Regions from separate parts of the Mus musculus genome. Here region 1 is linked to region 2. A link is a contact called in public Hi-C data. All regions are on one chromosome and are shown on one strand. The core of a region is the stretch at or near the end of the contact, and the rest is flanking DNA. Distances in the headings are between cores, read along the strand shown.

Region 1 (5,702 bases), core at 1,663-4,162, 290 kb after region 2:
CCTTAGATAACCTGTCTGTGAGACGGCGGTGTCTGTTATCTGTCTTCTAAAGCATAGAATGTAGCAGAAGGATGGTCCATTGTCAATCCTGTTAGTTTCTAGCTGTTGGGAAAGCCAGTTGCTTACCAAGTGCAAGAGTCAGCAGCTGCTGTGAGTTCATGGCTGCAGTGGCTGTGCATTGTTCAGATAGTGACATTTCCCATCATCTTCTTGTTCAATGACTTTCACATGTTCCTACTTTGTCTTCTTCCATGGTCATAAAGCTTTAGAAAGGATGGTCTGAATGACAAGCTTAGGGTTGAACATTTTTCTGTCACTCTCAACAACTTGCACAGAAATGAATCTCTGATTCACCACTATCCACTGGAGAAAGAGGGTTTTCTGATTTAAGGATGATGATATTTTTCTACAGGTATAAACATGGATATTTAGAGATCAGCTGAAAAATTTTAGGTGACTTGTTGCGTAACAATCAGTGACAAGTACATAATATTATAGTAGCTTGCCTTTCAGAAAAGAAAATATTTTCCCACTTTATGGAAATCATCTTGCTAATTAATATAATAAATCCATGCTCGAGTTAAAGGGGTGCTTAATGTGTATTAGTGTCAGAGGTACAGTAGATCTCAGACTGTTTCTTGTTTTTTGAAAGCAGGAGTGAATTCCAACTTCTTGAAATTCTCTGAGAAATGGGGGAAGTGTGTTGCATACTTTCACTGTTGGACAATCACCGAGATCATAGTGTGACATAAGCATCAATGATTCTAAGTCGCTAAGATTTGTGAAGGGGTTAATGACTTTGTTATATTCTTTGTGGGTCACCACAAGGCCATGTGTTGGAAGTAATTCTCAATGAAACACTATTGGAGAGAAACATTTGGGAAGACGTTTTGGTCCTAATGGCTCTACCTTCATGAATGGTCTAATACTGCAGTGAAAGGGACATATGGCTGTGAGTCTCTCTCTCTCTCTCTCTCTCTCTCTCTCTCTCTCTCTCTCTCTCTCTCTCTCTCTCTCTCTCTCTCTTTCTCTCTCTGCTTTTCTGCCCAAGAGGATAGCACAAGAAAGACATCACTCAATCATGTCACCTCGATCTTGAACTTCATAATATGCATGGCTATGGGAAATACATTTTGGCTCTTTTTAAGTAATCTAATCATAGGCATTTTGTTTCATCAGAACAAGAAGGACCGGGAGAAGCTTCACTGTCAGGCACCCTATCACACCCTTCTTATTTATCGTGGTTTGACCAACAAACAGCAAAAATCTGCTCACTCTTAGAATTAGTCAGGAATTGGTTATGAACAGTTTCTTCCAGTCTGTTACCCTGGCCTCAGACCCAGACCCTAGGGCTTCAACCTTTCCCCAGAGCAAATGTTTTCTTATAAAACAACAGGAACTCAGTGTTATACTCACCAGATGGTAGGAGCTAGGCAAGTTCTAATCTGACAACACAGAAGAAAGTGTTCCCAACACCATTCTGTTTCTTCCATTTTACTATTTATTGGATTTGTGATTGTTTAATTCCAACAATTCGTTAACATTTTCAGAAAGGTTAGGTCACAATGTTTTTTTTTTTTTTCCTATCCTTCCCAAGAGTGTACATCATATGCAGTTACAGCCTCAGGGCAAGAACAATTTTAGTTCTCTATGAGGACTCTCCTTTGCTATGACTTGTAGCATTTCTGTTAAATATTGTATAATGTTTTCCCAACATATTGAAAAACTCCATGAAAATGTTTGCATATCTCTTTAGTACCATTTGCCAGCAGTGCCTGGAAGTTACTATGACAACTACCTTTAAAATTAAAAACTGAAATTAAAAGTTCTGCATAATTGAAAGGACTGTCTGACACATGGTTTTTAATGATGGGATTTCAGAATTAGCTGTGCCTAAGTGTTTAAGTTCGTTTTTATTAGGATACAGTTTTAGAAATCACCGTTGGATATGTTATTGAACTAAATTTGCTCTCCATGCAAGCTATACTAATCTCACTGCCAGAAAATCTTTACTTTTTTATGCAGTGTGCCTGGTAAACAGATTCTGCTCTCTGAGCTGTCAGCACCAAGTTCCTCTGTGCAGTGCAGGCATCTTACATCTCCAAGACATATATATTGTATATAAGGAAGATTTCTGCAAGAATTAAAATTAGGACATTTTATATCTACAACTAAATTTACATTTTATAATAATCTTACAAAGTGGTATGGTTCTTGTCTTGCACATAAAGAAACAATCAGACTACCTTTAAGGGTCCTAAAGTCAATGAATGCCAGTACAGTACTCACACCCATATTTGTTTACTTCAAAAACTGTCCACAGCCATATACAATCTATTATGTGCTTTATTTTTAATTTCACATTTGTGTAGTCTGGTTACAAGAGTTCAAAAGCAAAAACAAACACAAAACCCTCCATAATGTTGCAAGTAGCTCTGAGCAAAGGTCCTATGAACTGAGTAGGGCATTTGAAGGTGACTGACATTATGCCTCTACTTTTGTGATATACCTATCCCACCACAACTGATACACCTGAGAGAGGAAGTGAGCCGACTTTTTGATATAGTTTGGATGTGGTTTGAGTGAATTTAAGTGTGAGAAGAATGGTCTCCAGTGTGGTATTGTTAACATTTGGTGGGACCTGTAAGACGTGAGGCATAGTGGGAGGGCTATTGATCACTAGTACTCTATGAAGGGATTTCCAGAGTTCTTGTGTGACATTTATCTCATTCTGACTTTTTGTCTCCTGTGACTTGAATATAAATTGTTCCCACAAATCATAAATAGGACATTTGTTCCCAGCAGGTGGCACTGTTATGGAAGTTATAGAAAAACACTGAGCAGGGAGTATCTTGGAGGAAGGGTCACTCCCCTTGCTGCTTAACATAGTCTCTAATCTCTTCCTGTCCCTGCTGTGGTTTCTGTCTATGGTGAGGACAAGAATCCAGGCATTTGTCAACACATGAAGCCTAGTTTACTGAGTTTGATGTGGTGAATGCACCGGGCACTTCTGACATGATTGTATGTCATGCAAACAATGGGTTTAGTGTGCTATAACCATTACATAAAAGAGGTTGACAGTATAGTTTAGGCCATCTGTTTCTTAATGGTGTTTTGACTCCCTTCTTATCAAAGACATTTATCAGAGATAGCCCTTTCCTTTACTCCTGACTTTTTAAGTTTTGGAGGTGTGAATTCTTTATCTTTTTATTTTCATGAATTTATGTTTTATATTTAAAGTATATTTCTAGGCATCAGCAACAGTTGTCTGGGTTTGGTGTCTGCAGATGGCATGGATCCCTAGGTGGAGCAGTCTCTGGATGGCCTTTCCTTCAGTCTCTGCTCTACTCTTTGTCCATGAATTTCCTTTAGACAGGAACAATTCTGAGTTAAATTTTTTGAGATGAGTGGGTGGCCCCATATCTCAACAGGCACCTAAGCCTATCCACTGGATATGGTCACTACAGGTTCTATCTCCCCTTTTTTTTTGTGTATTTCAACTAATGCCATCCCTGTTGGGTTCCGGGAACCTCTTGCTTCCCTGGAATCTGGAAATTTCTACTGGATATCACTAGTTCTCCATCCCCCACTGCTACATATTTCTATTCAATTTCCTGAGCCTCTGTACTTCTCTCCTGTCTCCTCCCACACCTGATCCTGTCCCCTTTTCCCTCCCTCTCCTCTCTCTCTTCAAGGTCTCCATTCCTCTACCTCCATTGATTATTTTGTTCCCCCTTCTAAATAGGACAGAAGCATCCACACTTTGGTCTTCCTTCTTCTTGACCATATGGTCTGCGAGTTGTATCATGGGTATTCTGAACATTTTTTCCCCCTAATATCCACTATTCAATGAGTACATACAGTGTGTGTTCCTTTGTGACTGTGTTATCTCACTCAGGATGATATTTTCTAGTTCCATCCATTTTCCTGTGGATTTTATGAAATCATTGTTTTTAATAGCTGAGTAGTATTCATGCTGACAGGAGGTGGGTATAGCTGTCCTGAGAGGCTTTGCCAATACAGATGAGGATGCTCATGGACAACCACTGGACTGAGCATGGGGACCCCAATGGAGGAGTTAGGGGAAGGAATGAAGGAGTTGAAGGGGATTGCAACCCCATAGGAAGAACAACAATCCCAACCAACCAGCATCTAACCACTGTTCCAAGCTCCCAGAGAGTAAACCACCAACTAAAGAGTACACATGGAGAGACCTATGGCTCCAGCTACATATATAGCAGAGGATTCCCTTATCTGGCATAAATGGGAGGGGAGGCCCTTGGTCCTGTGGAGGCTTGATGCCCCAGTGTACAGGGATGCTAGGTGGGTGAGCACTGACATAGAGGCAGGGGGAGGGGGAAACCTTGAAAGGGGATAACATTTGAAATAGTAAATAAATAAAATAACAAAAAATAATATGCAAGAATGTTTCCATGACTCCCGGGGTGAGTGTGTGGGTGGGTAATACAATACTAAATTGTTTCTGTCATATATATTTTTTGGCACCTTTTCTGCAAAACAAGTTTCCTTTATATTTGCAACATAAACATAATAATTTTATTTGGAGTTTTAAAATTGATGTGTACTTCCTTTTTTTTCTGTATAGAAACAAAGAATTTCCAGCTTGGTGTTTAGAGTGTTTCTCTCTAAATGGCACTTCTATGCTGACCTATCTTTGCTGAGCCCATCCTAGACAAGTATTACTAATGGATACATCTAGAATCAACCTGCTAGTCTTTGAAGAGTTTAAAATAAAAATAAAACATAAAGTATAATGTTGTTCCACCTATAGGGTTGCAGATCCCTTTAGCTCCTTGGGTACTTTCTCTAGCTCCTCCATTGGGAGCCCTGTGATCCATCCATTAGCTGACTGTGAGCATCCACTTCTGTGTTTGCTAGGCCCCAGCATAGTCTCGCAAGAGACAGCTACATCTGGGTCCTTTCAATAAAATCTTGCTAGTGTATGCAATGGTGTCAGCGTTTGGATGCTGATGTATCAAAAGATGGCCTAGTCGGCCATCACTGGAAAGAGAGGCCCATTGGACTTGCAAACTTTATATGCCCCAGTATAGGGGAACGCCAGGGCCAAAAAGGGGGAGTGGGTGGGTAGGGGAGTGGGGGTGGGTGGGTATGGGGGACTTTTGGTATAGCATTGGAAATGTAAATGAGCTAAATACCTAATAAAAAATGGAAAAAAAAAACCATAAAGTATATTTCTAACAGACAGCATATGAGAGAGGAGTACTTTTTGAGGAAGGGTCTCTGTTTTTGCAGCTTAATCTCTAGTCTCTGCCTGTCACTGCTGTGCTTTCTATGTTTTTTGTTTTGTTTTGTTGGGATATTTTTGGTTTTTTGTTTTTTACATTGCTTCAATAATCTCTGCCTTTTACTTAGAAATATTTATCCATTAGCACCTAGTGAGTTATTGGTATGATTTTTTTCCTTTGTCTAAAATTATCATTCTTTTAGTTTCAATATTAAGTGGTGGTTTTGTTAAATATTGAATTCTAGGTTCACAAAGTTTTCTTTTTACATATTGAAGATATTTCATTAGCTGCCAATCATTGCAATTTCTGATTAGTCCATGGTAATTCTTCTTGTTGTTCACCTATAGAAATTACTTAAAAGTCGAATGTTATAAATACTTTCACTTTATATTTACTTTTTAGCAATTGAAAATAATGAGCCCAATATTGTTATTT
Region 2 (5,923 bases), core at 936-3,435:
GAAAGCTCTTGGGATCTTCCAGCCTCCACCTCCCCAGTGTTGGGATTTCAGACGAATACGCAGTAGCTTGAGTGTAGTGCATCTGAGCTCAGGTGCTGATGACTGCGCCAAGCACCTTGATGACAGAGCAATCTTCCAAGCTTAGCTTGTTGTATGAACGAATGAACCCATTCTGTTTCAGAGATGCCAGATGTGTTTTCTTTTTTTTAATTACTACACAATTGAAAATCAGTTGGGAGAGGATTAGAATGTGTTGTGGGTTATTTCCTATGTGGAAAAGTGCAGGTTGTGATTTCCTTTAAATGCTAACATTTGGGGGTGAATTTGCTTCAGTTTATCGACCGTGTTCTTTTAGTCTAAGCTGACGTTTTTTGCAACCATCGACAGCGTTCAATAAATGCAGTAGACTTGACTATGAATCTATGTAGCTAGCTATGTAGATGTGTAAAGATGACATGCTAACTAACCTGTAAAGTCCTCTTTTGTTCATCCACGGAATGGGGATGGTCAAGAGAATAAATTAGATAGTACACATACAGTTTTGAGCACAGAGTCAAGGAACACTGTAGACATCCAGTAAGTCTTAGCAGTTATTGTCAGTATTACTAATGTCTTCATTTCTAAAGTTGCTTCCAATTTTCTGATACTAATTTTCCTCAATGGCCACTAGGTGGCAATACGGTTAGTTGAAAATACACCGTGAGGGCTTTTCTTTCTACCAGTAAAAAAATCTGTGATGACAGGTAATTTCAAGCACTTTGTCTTAAGCTGCGACTTAATGGCTAAGAGGTTTGCATTATTTTGTATTGAAAAATGCTGGAACAGATCCTATTTGGTTCAGCTATATTTCCATTAAGTTCCCTCCTCCTTTTGCTCTTCCTCTAAATGGGAAAATATTGCTGAGTGTTCTGGATGGCACCGTTAACTCTACAGCCACACGAGCCACCCAAAGCTTGCAAAACACTGGGAAGGATGTCAGTTCTGTATCTCCAGTCTACTGTACTGAAGGGATCACCAGGCCAAACTCCACAGTGACTCAGAGGCAAGGCCATTGGACTGCCTTAGATGGAAGCTAAAGACAATTAGATAGTTCTCAGTGTGAAATGGATAAATTCATAAAGAGCCCGGTGCACCAACAGGAAACTGTTCCCCACCATGCTTAGAGATGCTGCATTGAGGGAAAGAGGCTGTTGTGACATCTGTGGAATGCAATAAATAAACAACAAAATACAAATATAAATACTGTCCTTATTGACAGCGCGATAGATGTGAAAATTATGTCTTACCTTGTAGGTTATCAAGGTATTATTTCATGACTGTTATCAAAGATGTGTGAAAGATCTATTAGAAAAGAATAACTTAGCTGTTAAGGAAATTTGGAGGGGTTGAGTGTCTTAATATAGGATGAGTTGTCAAATTCACCCCATTATACTTTAACCATGGACTCTACAAAGGAAACAAACGTTTCCTGCAGATGGCTAAACTAGCTATGGTATCCACAATGTGGTATATACTCAACAAATGTTGGTTATACAATGATAAAATATCCAATAAATTATAGCAAGTAAATGGATCCTGCTGGGAGTCATTGAAAGGAATTTGCAACTAGCATACCGTGTTCTGCTCATATGAGGATCTTATCTGTGCCAAACACATGAAGATGTGAAATTCAAATAAAAATATCGAAAGAAGTAAAAGAAAAAGTCAAGTTTAAAAATAAAGCAGAGACTTCTACGAGTCAGAAATGAAACATTGGAATCTGGGGAGACTGTCTGCCTTCCTTCGTGGGAGTAAAGATGGGTCCTGCTCCTATGACAACCGAAGTAAACAGAACCCTGTGAAGTGCAGCTTTGGGCCCTGGCCTGCTGCTCGCCCTTAACCCCGATCTTTTCCAGAATGAGTAAGAAGCCTACTACAGTCGACATGCATAGCTGTTTTCCTCCTAAGTGCAGGGAATTGCGTTTCATTTTCTTTATTTTACAAAGCATATTGAAAAGGGAACTAACTATTACTCACGGAAATGATTCAGATAGGGCAAGCTCCCAGACACTATGAGAAAAAAAAAATAATCCCCAAATCTAGGCTAGAAATAAGTTAAAAATAACCAAGAGCTGTGGGAGACACTTGCCGCTGTTGGTGTCTGACCTATGAAACAAAACCGAAACCACGAGTTTGCTTGAGGTGCGTGGAATCAAAGTGACGGGAACCAATTACCTGGTTAAGGGTTTTATAAAGTTTTGAAAGTTCTTCTCTAAACAGTCAGACAACAAATGTTTTAGGTTTTGTGAGCCATATAGCCCTTCTTCAAACTATAGTGACAAAGCAGCCATAGCTCTGCCTCTGTAGAAATAAACCATGTCCCTTTGTCTTAGTGAAATCTTACCCCCTCAACGAGATTCATAGAATGAGCTGTAGTCTACTAGTTCTGTCCTGTAAGTCGGCTTTTCCCATGATGAGGATAGATGATGCCAGCTTTCCTACATTCTTGAGCTGGGGCTCTTTTCCCAGTAAACAGACACCGTGATTAGCCTTTTATAAGCCTCTATGCTGGCCAACTTTATGAAGAATACTTCTTTTCCTTAGATATATCAGCTCCTCGAATTAGTCTGGAGCCAGGTGCTGTGGGCTTTGTCGAGTTTCTATTTTCTTAAGGTGACTCTGCATATCTCTGTTTCAGTTCAGTGAGAGTTTATTACCCTGACTACATTAATTTCCCAGTAACGTGCTGGCATGTAGCCCCTTACTTCCAAGTTTTCTAGAGATTTTTTTCCATTTTAGATTGTATGCCATTCCTCATGTTGTGGTTCAAGCAAAGCAGTGTAGCAATTGGTGTTTGAGTTGCTTATCTTTCCCAGTTAATAATTCCAGGTAAATTGGTCAGGCAAACGTTATATGCCCCAGTACAGGGGAATGCCAGGGCCAAAAAATGGGAATGGGTGGGTAGGGGAGTGGGGGGGGGACTTTTGGGATAGCATTGGAAATGTAATTGAAGAAAATACGTAATAAAAAAAATAAAAAAAATAAAACACTAACAGCAACATAAAAAAAAAATAACTCCAGGTAAATAATTTCTACTTTTTAGTGGAGTGGAGCCTTACTTGCATGCATCTGTAATACAGATATACCTTCAACTGACTGCAACTTTAAAACAAATTCACATTTAAAACCTGCCCCCCCCCCAAACCAGCCCCCAGGAACTGGTTCAGTTTCTGCTCTGACTGGTGGCTGACTGAGTCTTGTATGACATCGTTACCTCATCCCTTTTCTGTGGGAGCGATCATTTCCTGACTCAAAGAATATGGTGGTTGAATTTAGTGACCGGCATCTGAATGTGGGAACAAGTCTGAGCCCAACTGAGTCATGATATGAATTTCAACAAGCTCTCTACATGATTCATCATTGTTCAAGTTTGAAAGTACTTTCTCTGGCATGTATTGTTCCTTAATACTATTTTTTTTAATGTCAATTAGAAAATAGAGTCTCCTCTGGGTGGCAGAATGAGTCAAAGGAGAGAAGTCTGAGATGCCCGGAGTAATTTCTCCCATATTCTTGTGTCATTGGTGAGGGCAGGGGAGTATCTGGTTACTGATCAGTGTGGTCACTTACAAATCTTGTCAATCCATTGAACTAGGATATTGAGAAAAGCAGAAAATTCTAGCTCACTGGCAAACTGAATTTTCCAAGATCTTTTACATTTCTTTTCCTTGGCTATGGGATTCTTTCTCCTATTGCCTTTTAAAAGAAAATATTGATAATCTGATATGAGTCTTCCCTGTTCTTATCAGAAGAAACTGCAGCGTGACCTCTAATGAGCAAATATACGCCCAGGTCTGATCCTTATGCAGTGGTCCAATGTGATCATAGAGAACCAGCTTCCCCCATGTGGCTCCAAGTAGACCCTGGGGACAGAGGTCAATGTTCTTTGTGAGCAAAGATTTAGAGCTATAGAGTGGTCTAGTGATCATAGAGACTGAAGATAGATTTGATTCTCATCTTGTCAGATCAAGCAAGCATGTATTCCCTCGAGTGACCGAGTTTTCGCCAAAGACTGATAATGTAAAACAAAATTAGTTGCTATGTTTTTAGGATGGGGAACCAAGAATTTTAACGATACATTTCTAAAAATCTCCCTAGATCCCTGGATCTCCCAGCCAGATTTGAAAAGAGGAAATAAAGTCTATGTCCCCCAGTTTCCTCAGGTATGAAACGGAGCCCAAAACAAGTTCTTCAAATGGCGGCTGGTAACCCATAAATTCACAAGTGCAAAGTGCTTTCTCAGGGCAGGAGATGTCTAGAGACACAGTGACAGCAGTATCCGTTGCAATGACTTGTTAGTGATGCTACCAAGAGAGATGCTGCAAGTTTTCAGAGAAAGAAAGAGAAGTTATTGGGAGCAGGGACAAGTGATAGAGTGCACTGCCCATAGAGCTGCTGCTGTTGACTGCCGCTAAGGATCACTGTAGCATATGCTGTCCATTCACTCGGATTATCCGCCCCAACCCCCTAGAAAGCTGAATTTCTCTGGAGGAATACAGTGTCCATACAATTCTGTATTTTGCCTTTATTTCATGTTGTCTGTCTTGGCTCGAGAAGTTACAGGAGTCAGAGTTTGGGTTTTCCCTTTCTCAAAGGAACTCTTTTTCCTGTCACATATAGTTTTGATTACAAGAAAATGTCCTAGCAAATACTGATGGATTGTTTGTTCCCGTTTGTTTACAGACTGGCAGTGTGAGGAGCTGATGCCTCCCAAAGGACACAGCACCGGAGTGGGATTACGGACATCTCTCCATCACTCTCATCATCTGTTCATGCCCTTATAGTTTTTTATACCATCTAAACACAGATACACACATACACAGAGACACACACACACAGAGGCACACACACACACACAGACACATGCACAGACACACAGACACACGCAGATACACACACACACACACACACACACACTCACACACACACAGAGAGAGAGAGAGAGAGAGAGAGAGAGAGACCTAAGCTCTTTCTGATCACCGAGATTACACACACCTCATTCTACTGAAGGCATCAGGGGCTAATTCGTGCAGAAGGTAACTTTGAAGTTCTCTTTTTTATTTTAGAATTTGTTTCCTAAAACCTGGTCAGGTCAGAAAAAAAAAAAAAAGCCAAGTCACTTTTTTTTCTTTTCTTTTCTTTTCTTTCTTTCTTTCTTTCTTTCTTTCTTTCTTTCTTTCTTTCTTTCTTTCTTTCTTTCTTTTGTATTGGGTATTTTATTTATTTTTATATTTTATATATTTTTAAATTTTTTATTGGATATTTTCTTTATTTATATTTCAAATGTTATACCCTTTTCTGGTCCCCCCCTCCCACAATCCCCTATCCCATCCCCCCCCCCCCTGATTCTATTAAGGTGTTCTCTCACCCTCCCACCCACTTCTGCCTCCCTGCCCTTGCATTTCCCTACACTGGGGCATCGAGCCTTAACAGGACCAAGGGCCTTTTCTCCCATTGATACAATTCACAGACACTATGAAGCTCAAGAAGAAGGAAGACCAAAGTGTGAGTGCTTCCATCCTTCTTAGAAGGAGGAACAAAATATTTATGGGAGCAATATGGAGACAAAGTGTGGAGCAGAGACTGAAGGAAAGGCCATCCAGAGACTGCTACACCTGGGAATCCATCCCATATACAGTCTCCAAGTTACTTCTAAGTTGCATCTTTGTCTCCCTGTTTTCAAAGGAGGCAGGAAACTTTGTAGGAGAAAATAAAATGGGCAGGTTGAAGGTGCCCTTTCTAGGGTATTTTTAAGAAAAGTGAATTAAACCTCATTCAAGATATCTCTTCAAAGGCAACTTTTGGTGGTAGGAAACATAGCATGTTAGTTTCTTCTATTGTTCCTCCATTGTACCTGTGATTTCTGGAAGGGCAGTTGGGGGTAGGT

Evidence for each region. Hi-C and Micro-C count contacts between places; a contact is called where the count stands out from the background.
Region 1: a Hi-C map of the G1E-ER4 cell line shows a contact between it and region 2, with 2.9 times the contacts expected there. A contact is called at or near these places in 4 of 484 Hi-C or Micro-C datasets (the Ba/F3 cell line, the G1E-ER4 cell line and the HPC-7 cell line) and 2 of 130 datasets of targeted methods (the 230-238 cell line and acute myeloid leukemia).

The regions. Positions count from the first base shown.
Region 1 is chr19:35,417,144-35,422,845 of GRCm38.p6, forward strand. No RefSeq gene overlaps it. Among named protein-coding and RNA genes, the nearest start is that of Gm24006, 220 kb to the left of the region's middle.
Region 2 is chr19:35,124,831-35,130,753 of GRCm38.p6, forward strand. No RefSeq gene overlaps it. Among named protein-coding and RNA genes, the nearest start is that of Gm31568, 24 kb to the right of the region's middle.